Linked DNA regions of Larimichthys crocea: region 2 is linked to region 1. Evidence: chromatin contacts called from public Hi-C data. All regions are on one chromosome and are shown on one strand. Each heading gives the region's core, a stretch centred on a gene start, on an enhancer-like site or on the middle of the called end of the contact. The rest is flanking DNA. Distances are from core to core; before and after follow the strand shown. Region 1 holds the start of cviih19orf47 (chromosome VII C19orf47 homolog). Region 2 holds the start of actmap (actin maturation protease).

The links. A called contact is a pair of places that touch in the nucleus more often than the background predicts.
Region 2: a contact with region 1 is called in a Hi-C map of muscle, with 14 times the contacts expected there. The contact joins the promoter of actmap here to the promoter of cviih19orf47 in region 1. A contact is called at or near these places in 2 of 7 Hi-C or Micro-C datasets (both in muscle).

What each region holds. Positions count from the first base shown.
Region 1 is chrVII:17,529,017-17,533,850 of L_crocea_2.0, reverse strand. It overlaps cviih19orf47 (chromosome VII C19orf47 homolog), which reads left to right and starts at 1,948. Exons shown (of 8, transcript XM_010746404.3): 1 at 1,948-2,000; 2 at 3,256-3,343; 3 at 4,087-4,201; 4 at 4,414-4,495. The coding sequence starts at 1,982.
Region 2 is chrVII:17,674,556-17,679,389 of L_crocea_2.0, reverse strand. It overlaps actmap (actin maturation protease), which reads right to left and starts at 2,818. Exons shown (of 7, transcript XM_019252850.2): 1 at 2,340-2,818; 2 at 1,994-2,248; 3 at 598-666; 4 at 247-374. The coding sequence starts at 2,401. It overlaps snrpa (small nuclear ribonucleoprotein polypeptide A), which reads left to right and starts at 4,359. Exons shown (of 7, transcript XM_027280621.1): 1 at 4,359-4,440; 2 at 4,730-4,811. The coding sequence starts at 4,739.

The sequences.
Region 1 (4,834 bases), core at 699-3,198:
AGATAGATAGATCCCAGAAGGAAAATTCAAGCATCCAGTAACAACATGCAAACACACATTGAACATACATTCGAATTAACCTATAACACAGTACGGTATACATATGAAAAAAATCTAAATTTAAATATGTACACAGAGATTAAACATTTATAGCAAAATTAGACATTTGCAGAGAAATTAAACTTGCATAGGATTTAAATATGTGCAGAGGAATTGTAAAATTCAAGAAATGTAGCAGCATGAGACACATTAAACATACTTATAAACACATATAATATATATGTTTAATAAATATAAGATAAATCCAAATTAAACCTGTGCTGAGAAGTTAAATTTGTGCAGAGAAACAGTTAACTTTGTGGATCTAACAAACCAGATATTTCCCTCAGGAGTTTATGAAGACAAAAACAGAGCTAAAAGGTGAGTTAAATATTGGACCTACGTTCACGAGGCGACCAGGACTGTGTTTATGTTTAAATATGTTCATGTTTAAATGCGGATACATTCAAATAAAAACACATCTACCGACACAAGCGGTGATAAAAGTCGTCATGGGTTTCTGCTGAGGCTGCTTCGCGTCACCTCACAGTCTGTGTTGCTCTCTAGCGTCCACAGCAGGGTATTGGATTTAGAGCTGCGCGCGGAGGAAGTTGCGTCACGCGAGCAGCAGCAGCGCGAGCTGCCTGTCCGGGACATCCTGAGTAAAACATGCACTAATAAACAAACAGATCAGACAATGTTTCTACAGTGTTAAGAAAATAGCAATGCCATCTTTATGGATATTAATTGACATAAAGCTTGACTTGTTCCTTTTAAATTCTGTGTCACAAATAAAATCTGAGAATTACATTTAAAAATACTACATAACATATACCCATCTGAAGCATATATATCAAAATTCCTTGATATTGATAACAAATGTATCTTTTGTAAAAACCGAACCTGAAACTGTAACTCATTTATTTTATGGTTGCCCGTATAGTAGCACATTTTAAAAAGAGCTTGAGAACTATATACTGTGTAAAACAAAACATGAAATCAGCATTGAGGAAAAAACATTATTACTTATTTTAAATACAAAGAAAAGAAACTATGTATTATTGTCAACCTATTTTAAATACAAAGAAAAGAAACTATGTATTATTGTCAACCTATATTTTATTAGGGAAATTTCACATCCATAAATGTAAATTTCAAGATTCATCACCATCATTTAAGTTGATTATTATTTTAAGTCTCTTAAGTTAATTACTAAAAAAAATGTCTATCTATAATGAATATTCATGCAGATATTTTCAACCAATAACCTGTCACAGCAGTTATAACTAGAACTTTATTTACATGTAAGATTACAAATCTGTCACATCTAAGTTTTATTTCTGCTTTTTTGTTTTCATGCTCTTTCTTTTTGATCCTTGTTATAAAAATTAGGAGTATACTGGGGTGCAGATGTTTTAACTCTTATAGAGAGTGTGTGTGTTTTCTGTCTTTTGCATATCTCGCCCCTTATCTGGTTTACTGAGGCTGGCAGGGAGAGATGATTAAAAAATAGTTCAAGGACAAGAGAGACAGGTTAAGGAAAGTGCCATTTTGGACAAGACGCATAATGTTCATTACTAAGCCGAAAACCAAAAAAGGAAGCCCATTTTGAGAAAATTGTATAAGAACTGTTAGAGCCTTTTCCTCTGTAACTCTTTTGTGTTTTGCACTGTTAAACGCTCCTTCTTATACAAGAATAATAAATTCAACTTAAACTTTAATACTTTGAATCCAGTCCTCCTTATTCAAGGGTTCTTCCTTAACTATCTTAATTATACTGTCATGTAACTATGCCGATGCTATGTCACTATTATATTGTACAATGTGAACTAGTATGACTGAATTTCTTGTTTGTTTGTTTGTTGTTTCAATAAAGTTTGAAAAAAAAAAAACCCGCTGCCTGTCCGGATGTAGCTGACGTCACCGCACATTCATTGTAAACATGGCGTCCGTGACAACAGGTGAGCGCTGAGCGGCCCGGCCGGGTCCAACTTAGCAACAATTAAAACATCTCTGTATGTCGCTGTATGTTAGACACGAGCAGGGCGTGGGTTCAGGTTAATGTTTGGAGTGTTTACGGGTGGTTTTGTCTGCGGTGGCCGTCGCTGTTGGACAGATAACCGCGTTTTAATTCACAACTGGAGCCGCAGCTAACGCGATGCTAACACGATGCTAACACAAACGGGCTCTCGTCGCTGCCTCACATGTTTGATTTCACTTTGATTTCACTTTGATTTCACTTTTATTGACTCAAACAGACTCCGGGAGCGAGCCCTGCCTCAAAGTCTCACCTATTTTAAAACATGCGGGTCCGACTGGTATGGTTAGATCATCGTCTAATGCTAACATGAGCTAACCCGGCGTTGACTGTATATCAGATTTGAAATCCAGTTTCACCCCCGGTTGACCCCTAAAATGTGGCTTTATGTCGGTACAGCGCCTTTTTTAAATAGAAATCACTTGATGAGAGAGATTTATTAGCCACCGTCTGACTTCATCAGTCACAGTCTGTGCATGTTGGACAGCTGCTGTGCATCCTTCACCCCGTATCTGTTAATACATCCACAACACGTCTCATAATTGGCGTTATAAATAACCTCCAGCTGGCCATGGTGGGCATGTGTTTGACCCCAGCAGGCTGCTGTCTCCTCAGGTTTATATCTGGGGTTTTGTGCCAGGGCCCTCTCCCCACTGTAGGCTACAGGATTACTGAGATCAAGCATCAACTTTTATATTTTATCTGTACCAAATGTGTGTTGTAGCATTTTTAAGACTACTATGTTTTGTAATATTGTCTGTGTGTCTTGTGTCTGTTTGTTTGTGCTGCTATCTCCCTTTGAAAATATATTTTTAATCTCAATGGAAACCATTCCTGCTTAAATAAAGGTTTAATAATAAGACAAACTTTATTTTATTAAGCCAGTTTACTGTTACTGAGGCATCCGTTAACGAGTAGATAATGAGAGAAAGGATTTTAATCATTGCTTAATGTCACAGGTTAATCAGAGAAGTTGCCCAGTTCTGGTTTATATGAGTGTTTTACATTTTAACACTTCGGAGATGTTACCTGTGAGTTTTGGGGGTTGTATGTTAAGCAGTAAATTGATCAACAAATAAAGTATTTGTTAGTATTTAATTCAATTCATCGTCAGTGGTTGGGTGTTTCTTTCTGTTGCCTGACTGCTAATCCTCTTTTATTTTATTTTATTTTTTTAGCCACCTCGGAGTGGATTCAGTTTTTTAAGGATGCTGGGATCCCAGCCGGCCTCGCTGTCACGTATGCCGTCTCCTTCGTGGACAACAGGTAACCTCGTCTTTCTCATAGGCTTTGTGTCTTTGTTGTGCGATGGTCATGGTGGAGTTTTCTTTGCCGAATGATGTGAAGATGTCGAGGAGCAGAGCCATGACAGTCTCTTTCATCATCTAGGCTGTGTCATCATGACAAGCCAGTTGGTTTTACTGATTGTTTTCAATCATTTAGACTCAATATATGATTAATATATATATGATCATGTAATCATGATCTACATGTGAAAGTGAGATTTTGCTCTCATCCTTTCTCTCTGAGGAAATTAAATCTATCCAATAAACCACAAACCAGAGTACATTCAGCTCATCTCAGATTTAAAGGCAGAGTGAGAAGGATTTGTCAGTTGTTGTAAACGCACAATTCAAAGTTGACCCTGTGCAGAGAGAGAGCATCAGTGGTTAAGCGACCTAGAGAGTGAATAAAGTGATCGAGCAGCGATAGCAAAGTAAACAAAGCAGTAAATCAGAGAAATAAAACGTCTTAATCTCAATGTTTCACATCCCACATTGTGGTGGCTGGTGCACGGTCAACCACAACCACACAGAGACCATCCGATGAGCAATGTCTCCACAGTATTTTGTCATAATGTGACATTTTATGAACTAAATTGATTTCATTCATCTGGTTATTATGGCAGATCCAAGAGTCCAGTGAAAAATCCATGTTACTTACTTGTTGTCATTAGGATCACACAGAAGTGCCAACACATTATTTTTCTGTTTTGTGTGTTACTGCAGAATTCACAAGAACATGCTGATGGACCTCAGTAAAGACATCATGATGGACCTCGGCATTACAGTCATAGGCGACATCATTGCCATTCTTAAACATGCCAAGCAGGTCTACAGGCAGGTGAGATCAGAGTTTCATGTTCTGAAGTAATGAAACGTTCACAGTGGACTGGTGTATCGTGCACACATGAACGCACAAAATACCACTGGAGTTATATTGTCGTGAATGCAGTCATGGAGAATGGATTTCTTTCAGCGTCACTGCTGTCTGCTCAGTGAATCATGGTAGCCTGTGACTTTATATAACCTCTGTATTATGTATTCCCTCTTCAGGACATGTGCAAAATGGCCACCGAGGCCATCTCCTCAGGACAGACCAGTGTTAAAGCTGAGCTCAGACGAACTGCCAATACTCGTGAGTGTCTGCGTTTTACTTTTCAGAGTCCACATCAGGCTTACAACAGAAGGATGATGGTGAATTTCATTCGTTTAAACTGTTGCTTGTTTGTTTCACCAAATGTCTACATTGCTTTATTGTAATGAGACAATCATGTGGCCTGTATATCAGCCCAGCCAGAGGCAACATGATTCAACAGCTGTACAATATTAAACCTGCAGTAATAAAAATCAAAAAGGCTTAATATGTGTCACAGGATTAGTGTCTGCAGATACAAAGCTTAAGTTTTCGGTGGGTAAAAATCAATATGTTGGCAACAAAATCTGCCTTTTATTGCAAGATGATATCACACTGGTG
Region 2 (4,834 bases), core at 1,569-4,068, 140 kb before region 1:
TCCAGTTGCCCCAGATTTAACTCTTCTCAAAAATACTACAAGAGTTTGAAAACTTTGAGTACATCTTACATCTGTTTCTAGTACTTTAATGTCATATTTGCACTTCTGGCAACACTCTGTGATGTCAAGGTTTGTACTTTGCCCTTGGGAGGATTCAGTGCTTTGCTGTTAAACAAACCCTACTCCATTTTTTTTCTACATCACTCAAAATTGACTTGGCGTACACAGTTCACACACTTATGTTACCTGAAAACATTTCACCCTGTGCCGTGTATCCCCTTCTCAGTGCCGTCTGAACAACAGTTTCCATGTCGATACTCATCTGCTGTGGCTGTCGAAGGTGAGCCGACATCCACAAAGCCACCAGACCGCACCTAAAAAGGTGAATGAATAACACACTTGCAGTCACACCCCTGGCAAGTATATGTCATGTTTAATGACTTGAACATGAAATCCCTCAGGTCAAATTAATAACACAATAGTCACATTGTGCACAAAACAGTTGTGGTATTAGTTTTATTTGTGTTACGCAATTGTTTACTTAGTCAAATGTAGCTCAAGGTGAGAATGACAAGACACCACAGTTTACTGACTTACTGTGGACCATCTTGGATGAGGGACGGCACGTATGTGTTCACCAGAATCCACTGCAGGTCCTTCCTAAAACTGAAGCACAAACGAAACAGCACGTAATACACATTATTACATTACAATGCAAATCACAAGTGTGACTAATAGATGAATAATGGCTAATCCTCTTTGTGAGACTGCATATTCATTTTTTGTTTACTTTGTTATCAGAGAAAACTTGATCCAATGTTATGTGAAGCGTTTCTGTCGATGTTATGAGATATGAGGAACACCTTTCAATATAAAGTAAATGGTAATGGTAAATGGACTGTATTTCCTTTCTAGTCATCCAACCACCCAAGGTGCTTTTTTGGGGCGGTTGTGGCTCAGGAAGTAGAGCGGTTGTCCATTATTCAGATGACTGGGGGTTTGATCCCCAGCTCCTCCTCCAATCTGCATGTTGAAGTGTCCTTGATATACTTAGATACTGAACCCCAAATTACTCCCAGTGCTGCGCCATCAGTGTACGAATGTGTGTGAATGGATGAATGAGATATGTAGTGTAAAAGCGCCTTGAGTAAGACTACAAAAGCACTATACAAGTACAGTCCATTTACTATTTACCATTTACATATCTCATTCACCCATTCAGACAGACATTCATATACTGGCCTGCAAGGCACCAACTGATCATCAGTTTTTAGGAGCTAACCATTTATACACATTCACTGATGTTGCATCAGGAGCAATATGGGGTGTCTGTGACGTGCAGACTAGAGGAGCCGGGGATCAAACCACCAGTCATCGGACTACTTTATCCTGTAACGGAAACAAACAACCTTTTATTGTGCCCTATTACCTGAAATAACAATGACAAACACAGTTAGTAAAAACTCTTTTTGGCTATCCCTCAAAATAAGAACAGGAAAAACCTCACTCCGCCCAGCCAGTTCGCTTGACACTCATCCTTACTGATAGATCCTGACAGACACCTTTTTAAGCTTTTGAGCAAAAGGTCATACATACTTGTCAAACAACCCAACAAAGCTGTGAATACTAAGATTTATATACAGTATCAAAGGACAACTGCTCTACCTTCTGAGCTTTAAGGTTAATAAAGTGTCGAAAAATAATAATTCAATCGGCAGTCCACAATCAGAGGATATTAATGTGCCATGTGGTGAACTGGTGACCGGTGTACCCTGTCTCTTGCCCTAAGTCAGCTGGATTAGGCTCCGGACCCTGAAGAGGTTACACAGCGACAGAAAATAGATGCATAACCATCAACACACACATCATTCATGAGGATTTTAAACTAGAAACACATGCATGAAACAAGATATGGCTGGAACTACAGACTTAATCCAAGCATAACAAAATAAACAGATATCTTGATAAAGTGTCCTGTCATGATAAATCTAACCTGCTCTCTCTCTGACTGAGCAGCAGGCAAGCCTCTGTGTGGTTCCCCTCCACAGCACTCCTGTTACTGGCTATAGTCTGATACAGCTTCTTCTTGGGCTGGGAGGCTGTTGGAGGAGGTGGAGGTGGACCTGGAGCAGGTGGAGGAGGAGGAGGAGGAGGTAGACCTGGAGCAGGAGGTGGAGGAGGTGGTGGTGGAGCAGGAGGTGGAGGTGGTGGAGGAGACAAGGTGCAGGGCAGTGACATCTTTCCTGACCTGCTTTGTGGAGAAACAGCAGCTTGGTTAGTGTTTACCACCTCTCTCCTACCTCTCAGTAGCTCTGCTGCTTTCAAGGAGTTGTCTTAACTCGATATTTGAACCCCGGAGTGCATAAAGTTTCTCCTGTTGACGGTTATCGCTCACAAACATAAAGTAAGCATGTCATATTCACTTTATTTCCACTGGTTCATGACTAGCACCGCTGGCTAACTAACTAGCACTAACTAACCGGTGTTTTGCCCATATTAGGAAGTGTTCGCGTAATGTTTCTTCTTCTTCTTCGTCTGTTGAATTTCCGGCAGATTCAGACGCAACAACGACGTACAGCTGCCCTCTGCAGGTCACAACGGTCTACCTCAATTAATCGACTTAAATCTATATGCAATAAGTTTCGTCATCAGTATTGATTTAAGAAGAATGATCCGTAACAAAACAAACAAACAAACAAAAAGCAAACACGAAGGATCACACACACCAACGGCTCGAGGCACACCGCCCACTACAGCATCAACAGACGCAGTGACGGCTGTCCGGACAACCGTTACCATAGTTACCTGACCAGGAGGCAGAAAATACTATTTATATGGCGACAAAATTTGATGATTTTAGTCATAAATATAATAATTAATGTTCCAGAAACGACTACTTGGCTTTAATTAAAGCATTTCCACAGGCTCTTATCTGTATGATTAAGGGAACTTTAATGTACATGCCGATAACACCTGAACTACCCACTCTGTCCATAAATAACCAACCTTTATTAGAGAAAATGTGTAACAACACATTTTTGAGAACTACTCTCACCAAAGAATTTTTTCCTTTCTCTCTCAAAAGAAATACTCCACGTTGAACATCAAGAGAATTAGATGTAAATGTCTAAAGCGAAAGAGGTACACTCAATAAATGACATTTATCCTTGCGGTGAATTTTAACTTCTTATATTTAATTTGGACTGTAGTGAATGTGCTGAATGTGTAAAACAGAAGTAGAAACACTTGAACATTTATTGTTTTCTAGCAATCTATCCGATTTGTTTTGGAAAGACTTAACCTATAATAATATAGATGTGCCACCCCTGACTTGATAAAAATGTGAGATTTGGTTTCATAATGGAGGACAGAAAACTAGAATGTAACATAAATAATTTGGTTATACTCGAACTGCACCTTTACTTTGATTCTTTAAAACCTATGAAATCAAAGAAAGCCCTATAGCTGTATGACAGTTTATCAACTTTTACTTTTGATTGATCCCCTATAAGATTTTTCTTTCTTTCTTTCCATTGCTTTACTTGTCTTAAGGTCTTAAAATGTTTGACCCTATGCGTGGCAAAGTTCAAAAACAGCAGATATTAAAATGAGAAAACACTTTGAAGTGGTCATATAATTTAGTGTAACAACAGAAACGACCTCGGTGTCATCACTCTTAAGCATTAAAAACAGGGCAGCAAAAACACATCAGGAAATATTATATGAAATACTGTTGAGAACATCCAGATTGGCACAGCAGGGAAGGGAAATAACATTCATGTGTGTACCAGCTCTTTTAGGAATACAGGGGAATGAAAAAGCAGATCAAATGGCAAAGGACGCAGCAAAGAAAGAGGAGGTGGGAATGAAAGTAAAATTATCAAAAGCAGAAGGACAAAGTTTAATATGGAAAGAAATAATCAATCAATGGAAACAATATTGGAAAATCCAGGAAAAGGGGAGACATTTATATAAACTACTAGATGAAGTAGGAGAGGTGGGCTGTTGTGGAGGTAGCAGAGTGGAACAGGTGACCATGAGCAGACTAAGAATAGGGCACATAGATTGAATAGCACAGTAAATATATAGTAGGGAAACATCCAACTGGTCTATGTAGCTGTGGGAAGAGAGAGACAGTGGAGCATGTGATGGTTGATTGTCATGGATATGAAAGGGAGAGGAGCAGTGGAGAGTGGTGTCAAAAGTATAATAGATAGGAAATGTAGAGAAGGAAGGAAAATCATAATGGGATATCTTGTTTTAACTAAAAGAATTTTTAAAAAGGAAAAGAAAAAGAAGTAGTAAAGAAGTAAAGTCCAGAAGATGGCGGTATATGCAACTATAAGAAGAAGAAGAAGAAGAAGAAGAAGACCTCGGTGTCTTAACGCGTGAACACGCGAGACTTGAGCAGTCCGGAGGGTTTTCATTCATCAGTCCGAGGTGAGTGCTGCTGCTACAACACCGAGCTAAACGGTTAAATAATCTTTTTTTAAGTTATTAAAACCTGTTTGAAACAAATGCTGCGGGCTTAAATCGACAGTATTCATCCGTTTTGTGACAACGCGGCAGCTCATGCATGAGGGACAGATAGATATATTAAGATACATGTGTTAGCTCCGAGGCTAGCTGCTCCACGTTATTCAAGCTGGACGGTTGGTTGCTAACGCTAGTTAGCCACAAACTAACTGGTTTAAACTGGTATTTATGTTTCTTTATTCTCGCCAAACAGGTTTAAAAGATGGCCACTCCGGATGTACGGCTCAACCATACAATCTACATCAACAACCTGAACGAGAAAATCAAAAAAGATGGTGAGTGTATCCTCTAGCGGCTA